Regions from separate parts of the Gasterosteus aculeatus genome. Here region 2 is linked to region 1. A link is a contact called in public Hi-C data. All regions are on one chromosome and are shown on one strand. The core of a region is the stretch at or near the end of the contact, and the rest is flanking DNA. Distances in the headings are between cores, read along the strand shown. Region 1 overlaps LOC144404486 (a long non-coding RNA gene). Region 2 has its middle 13 kb from the start of LOC120828661.

Region 1 (2,872 bases), core at 130-2,629:
TTTACGGTCCTGATAAACAGCTCTGTAGAAATAGGTGTTTTTACAGGGTTTTTTCTGGAGATATGTCTAGGTGCAATACGTCAACACTGCTTGTATCCACCCATAACGTGTTAAAGTACGACCACATAGCTTGTGAAATCTGCTAAAAAACAATCTTCCCTTAATTTAAATTAAGAAGCAAGATGATGGTTTGGCCCACTTTGGAAAGGTGTAACAAGCTGGCAACAGAAATGTTTACATCCAGCCAATATGGAGCATTATCATTTGTTTGGACATCGTGTCTTTGTCCAACAACCTGCTTGCTTTGTGGTGTTGGACAAATAGATGCCAGTTCGGAGGCCATCTGTGTGTCGTTAGAGTTTTTCTACCTGGAAAACTAAAAATAATTAGCTATTTGATGTTAAAATGATATGTAGCACTGAGGAAAAGTGAATTAAATTGGTTTAAGCAATGGTCAATGCAATGTAATCTTGCTCAATTCAGTATACTGTTAGTTTTGCGGCTACAGCTTTACTTGATCTGGTGTGATCAGCAGCTAATAACAGCTAATGGAAGGTAACATTAGCTAACGAAAGAGATATCACTGAATATAACTTTATAATTATGGACGTTCTTTGGGAACAACTCAATGCATCATTATTGGATCATTGCTATTTTGGACGCAGCCACAGTTTAAAGTGTAGAGACACTCACTTTATCCTCTTTGGTAAAAACTTAAAAGTCATGTGAATAGTATGTGAGGGTCGGTTCAATAGTTCAATTAGATGGTGATTAGAGTGATTAGGAGGATTGTGACAGCGCCGGGTGGTTTGGGGTGTCACAAAGATGATATAAGACTTCACGAGAAGTGTGACAAGCGGCAGGTGATTCAAGAGAAGCGTACCAGAAGGAAGTATTGCTTCAGTTTCTGAAGGGGCACGGGTGACAAACTGGGTGTGTATTGCGGGCAATGTGTGTGTTTGTGTGCCTCTGCCAGTGCAATTTCCTGCCTTCAGATTGACTAACAAGCGGGCACCTGCCTTGACAATTCCGCCCATCCTGTTCCTCTCAGTTCACACAATGTTTATAATCTATCTACCACTGCACAGCAGGCCAGACCAACACTAATACAATTTTGAGGAAATACACACAAGAGTGTAAAAACTGCCCAGGCTTTTGCGTCAAAACACCAATAAACTGAGCTTGAGTGTGAGCTAAACTTCCCAGAAATTGGTGTTTCTTACCCCCATGATGACAATAGAAGCTGGTGTGAGAGGTTCCTGAATTTGCCATTTGCTGGAAGCAACAAGGACAAGCGCACACAGTAAACCAAGACTTCACACTGTAACGTTTGCACATCCAGCACAGAGGAGTGCCGCGGCCAGGCAGGCCTGGACAAACCCGCGTGTCCTCGGGGGAAGAGAGGCTGGCGGCCAGCCTGGCTGAGTGACACACATACGCACTCATATTAATACCGACAGCCCAAACATTAGAAGTAATAATGAGATCTTTATCATTCAGGGGGAAGGAGGAAGCCTTTATACTGTAAGCCTGGAGGGGAAATAGTTGAACAACTAATGAGCTGGCATGCTAACCAATTGCAGTTCGGAGGGTCAGAGAGTTACTGTCAGATACACACATAGGCTCTGTGTGTTAGGTTGGCGTTAGTTGTGTAACCTTTATTGTGAATGACTTCATGTGAAAGCATTGGCGGCGAACGTGTTCTGAGTGTGACACAAAGTGTGAAGGTGAGACCGCCGGATCTGTTGCGGTAACTTCGACTTTATTGTGTTTGGTGACGCACTCTCAAGGCAAAGAAGGAACCTGGGCACAGTGTGTGTTTGTGTACCGTACGTGTGTGTGTGTGTGTGTGTGTGTGTGTGTGTGTGTGTGTTTCAGAACAGAGAAAGTCACTGACCTGTGAAAAACCAGGTGTCCATTACCTCCTTAGCGTGGAGTTACACACTTAAAAGCAGTCCATTAGCATTCTGTTCAGTTTGACAAGGGTAATAAATGACCAAGTGCTTCATCATTTTCACTTTGTGTGAGTGTGTGTGTATAAATGTGTGTTTAAGCACAATGGAGGGGTGTAGACCAACACTTGCAAAGGTGCGGTTTTGGTGCATCTTTTCCTGTTACTAAGCACCTGCCTGTGAGAATTTGTTCATTTATGTGTAAGCATTTAATCAAATCAAATGTTTATTTTTTTACTAATCAAATACAGATATACAGAAAACAAGCAACACATATGAGGAAGCTGTAGCTCGAGTGGTAGAGAATTGCGATCACCAATATTGCCAAGTTGGTGGTTTCATCCCTGGCTCCTCCTGTCAACAGATTGGTCAAACATCCTTAAACAAGGAGCAAATTGCTCCCCATGTGGGTGCAGAAAAGTAAGTTGCTTGGGAAAAAAAACGGAAAAGCATTTGTTTCCCACGTACGCTGACTGCATCGCGCTGAGTAAACTCTGTGAAAAGTACGGTGAGAGTATGTTGTAAAGGCACATGTGGCACAGAGAGGTTAGCTGGTCTGTTTTGGGAAACTCAGGAGACAACTTGTGTGTGTCATCCAGCTCTATAGATTAGAGCCCCATTAGCCTCTGTGGCCGGTCTGTTGTTTAGATTGAGTGTAAACACAGAGAGAGGGATGGTACCACGTCCTCTGTCTCCATCTTCAACCTCCCGACAACACACGCAAAAACACACACTTACACACATGCAGACACAAAAACATGTCTGGAAAGGGATGCATCAACATGCAACATGTGTGTGTGTGTGTGTGTGTGTGTGTGTGTGTGTGTGAGTGTGTGTGTGTGTACTGTGAGAACGCTCTCATGCCCTCCACTGGCATCATCCTCACTTCCTGTACCAGCTGCAGCTTGTCTCCCCTCCTC
Region 2 (2,872 bases), core at 170-2,669, 57 kb after region 1:
TCACTCCGCTGAGCTTGACTGAGAAGTTAAAAAGCGGGCCGTGCACTTAGTCCTCAAATTTTTGTGTGCTTTCTAATTTTGATTGATCTTTACATCTTTGTCCCAGTGACCAAATATGGCACCATCGGAATTTAACACAGTCCACACACTGAGGAGACAGATGCTGCTCTGGATTGTATTGTTCATCCACTTAAAGCTTGACAACAGTTGTCATGCTCTCACATTGGTTACAACAACTGTGATTTGTAACATATCATATTGTTATCTCCTGAGGGTGCATTTAATTAATGAATCAACAACTCCAGAAAATAAATATAAAGCTTGTTGTTTTTAGTCATTTCAAAAATCCCATATGCAGGTTAGGAGAATATTATGGGACGATATTGCTTTATAGACTCTGAGTCTAATGAGTAATGTAAGTGAAGGCTTAAAATGTAAGTAGGTGTGAGGTTTTGGTTTCATTTTTATTCCCTTGTTGCACGAGAGTCCAGGTTCAATGTGTTTCTTCATAAAAGCATTGGAAGTTACAATTTTCTTATTCTTATCAACGAACACTAATTACAGAAGACAATAAATCAATATCCACAGAAAGCTGAAGCATTCATTTTCAACCATGAAACAAAGATCACCGTCTTAATTTGTGTTGAAAATATAATCTATTTGACCAATTAGATTCAGAAAGAGAGAAAAAATGCATCTTATAAAAAAAGACAGGTTTGTTATTTCATAAGGTGAATATATGTATGCACAGATTTCCCAACAGCATGCGATCAATTAAACTTTGACACTCTCAACTCTCTCATCTTATCTGGTTTCCAACATACTGAACACACGTTCATACATCAATCAACTGTCACGTTGTTTCGTAGGTTACCTTAGTCCCCTGATGAAAATGTTTTCTCTTATGATCTACATGACGTGGAAAAAACTCCAACTGTCTCTGCTCGCACACTGATCAAGGCCAATGGACATCTCACTTTCCTCCCTGCACACCACAACAAGACATGAACGCTGTTATGTTTCTGTGGACAGAGACAAATCATGCTGCATGTTAGAAATAGAGAGACACTTTCATTATGACATTTACTGACAGTAAATGAGAATGTGCACACACATGCATTCCCTTCCAACGGTGGCTGCTGTGAAACAAAGGGGGCAAAGGACAGTACGTGCACAAATCAGGTTGCGTACGTGCCGACCTGCCCCTGTCTGTATGTGCAAGTGTGTGCATGTGACTTTTAGCCCCGGTGTGACTACAAAAGTGTACGTATTTGTGACCGCACTGCAGTGAACATGCCCGCCACAAAGGATGAAATGAGAGAGATTTTGAGAACAAAAAGAGAGGCAAGGCGTCAGTGGTGCAGCAGAGTGCCGTCCGTACAAATGTGGGTATGAAAAGACACGTTTAGAAATATACACACACAGGAGGCTGACACAAAGCCGCACACCAACAGGTTTCACTTCTGCCTGGTGTGGCACTCTTGAAACACCACTGCTCCGAGGTTAAGGTTCATTTTGAGGTCAGGACACACACACACACACACACACACACACACACACACGCACACACTCCGAAAAACTTCTAATGATTTCTAAACCATGTAAAGAAATTATACAATAAGAGGTTACACAAGGTAGCACAAATAGCATTATACTAATACTGTACCCTAATACTCATGTGCATGTGTCATTACAAGTACGCACATGGAGTGAGGCACATGAGAACGTGTGTTGACATTTCACAGTTAAACTGAGATGGGGAACTTGACCCTGGGAAATGTGCAAAAGCATTGTTGTGCCGTATTTACATGGTTGCTATGTCAGAATATAAAAAAAACAACAACATGGTGCTTATCAGTAATCTGCAAGATCTAGTTATGGAAATCAATTCATTCAAAAAAGCAGTAGAGCGTGTGACTTATGCTGCAGCTCAGAATTGTCTTTTACCAGTATGATGCATTTAAGTGTGTGTGCTTCTGTTTGTGTTCAGCGCATGTGACAGGCTAAGTGTGTGCGTGTGTGTGCCGGAGTGTCGGCAGGGGTGAGAGCAGCGCTGGTTGTGGTTGCCGGCGTCGGAGGAGTGGGCGAGCCTTTCTCATGGCCTCCGAGCCCTCTCTGGTCCAAGTTCTTGTCTTGTGATTGGTTCACTGCGACACACTGTCACCGAGAGCAGACACAGCACACACACACACACACACACACACACACACTACCACAGAGAGAGAGAGAGAGAGAGAGAGAGAGAGAGAGATGAAGATTAGGTAGTCAGACAGGCTGACACAAACGCAAGAGGACAAAGAAAGCTGTAAATCTGTTAAGACAGCGCAGGTGTAAATGAAGGTGACACTGAATGTCAAAGGGTCAACATGTCAATCAACGTCCCAGTTAACTAACAGCAAGGCAGCCGGTGCTGCCAACGCCACCAGAGGCCTTTCTCTCTGTCAAAGGAGCAGTCCGCCCTCTGCTGACCGCATTCTTTAACTACATTTGCAATGTGCAGCCTTATGTTGAATGAGAGGGTCTGTGTTCATGCACTCGCTGTAAGCAGAAGTCACCAACACAGGAAGGACTCTTTATCTCTGATATCAAAGTCTTGCAGGGAACCAGTTGCTTGACAAGGCTGCTTGGCCCAAACTATTTTAATGCCACAAAAACAAAAAAGAAACACACATTTCGCCGAAAGCCCCAAAGACAACATCCTGAGGATAACACATGGGGAACTTTTTGATGTTCATTTATGCTTTTTGCGGTGTGTGCACAGTTAATCCTGGTGAAAGTATCAGTCTTCACTGAAAAAAATGTGCTTTGTTCTGACTAACTTTTCTCAGAAAATGGACATATAATCACTTCTCCTCGATGGGCCAATTTAGCA

Evidence for each region. A called contact is a pair of places that touch in the nucleus more often than the background predicts.
Region 2: a contact with region 1 is called in a Hi-C map of skeletal muscle, with 2.4 times the contacts expected there. The contact joins two enhancer-like sites.

The regions. Positions count from the first base shown.
Region 1 is chr1:12,576,697-12,579,568 of fGasAcu3.hap1.1, forward strand. The region is part of intron 1 of LOC144404486 (a long non-coding RNA gene); the gene reads right to left. Among protein-coding and RNA genes, the nearest start is that of LOC144404486, 12 kb to the right of the region's middle. Within about 2 kb of position 1,380, at least 2 of the 9 cell types and tissues checked have open chromatin away from gene starts, as enhancers often do.
Region 2 is chr1:12,633,777-12,636,648 of fGasAcu3.hap1.1, forward strand. No RefSeq gene overlaps it. Among protein-coding and RNA genes, the nearest start is that of LOC120828661, 13 kb to the right of the region's middle. Within about 2 kb of position 1,420, at least 5 of the 9 cell types and tissues checked have open chromatin away from gene starts, as enhancers often do.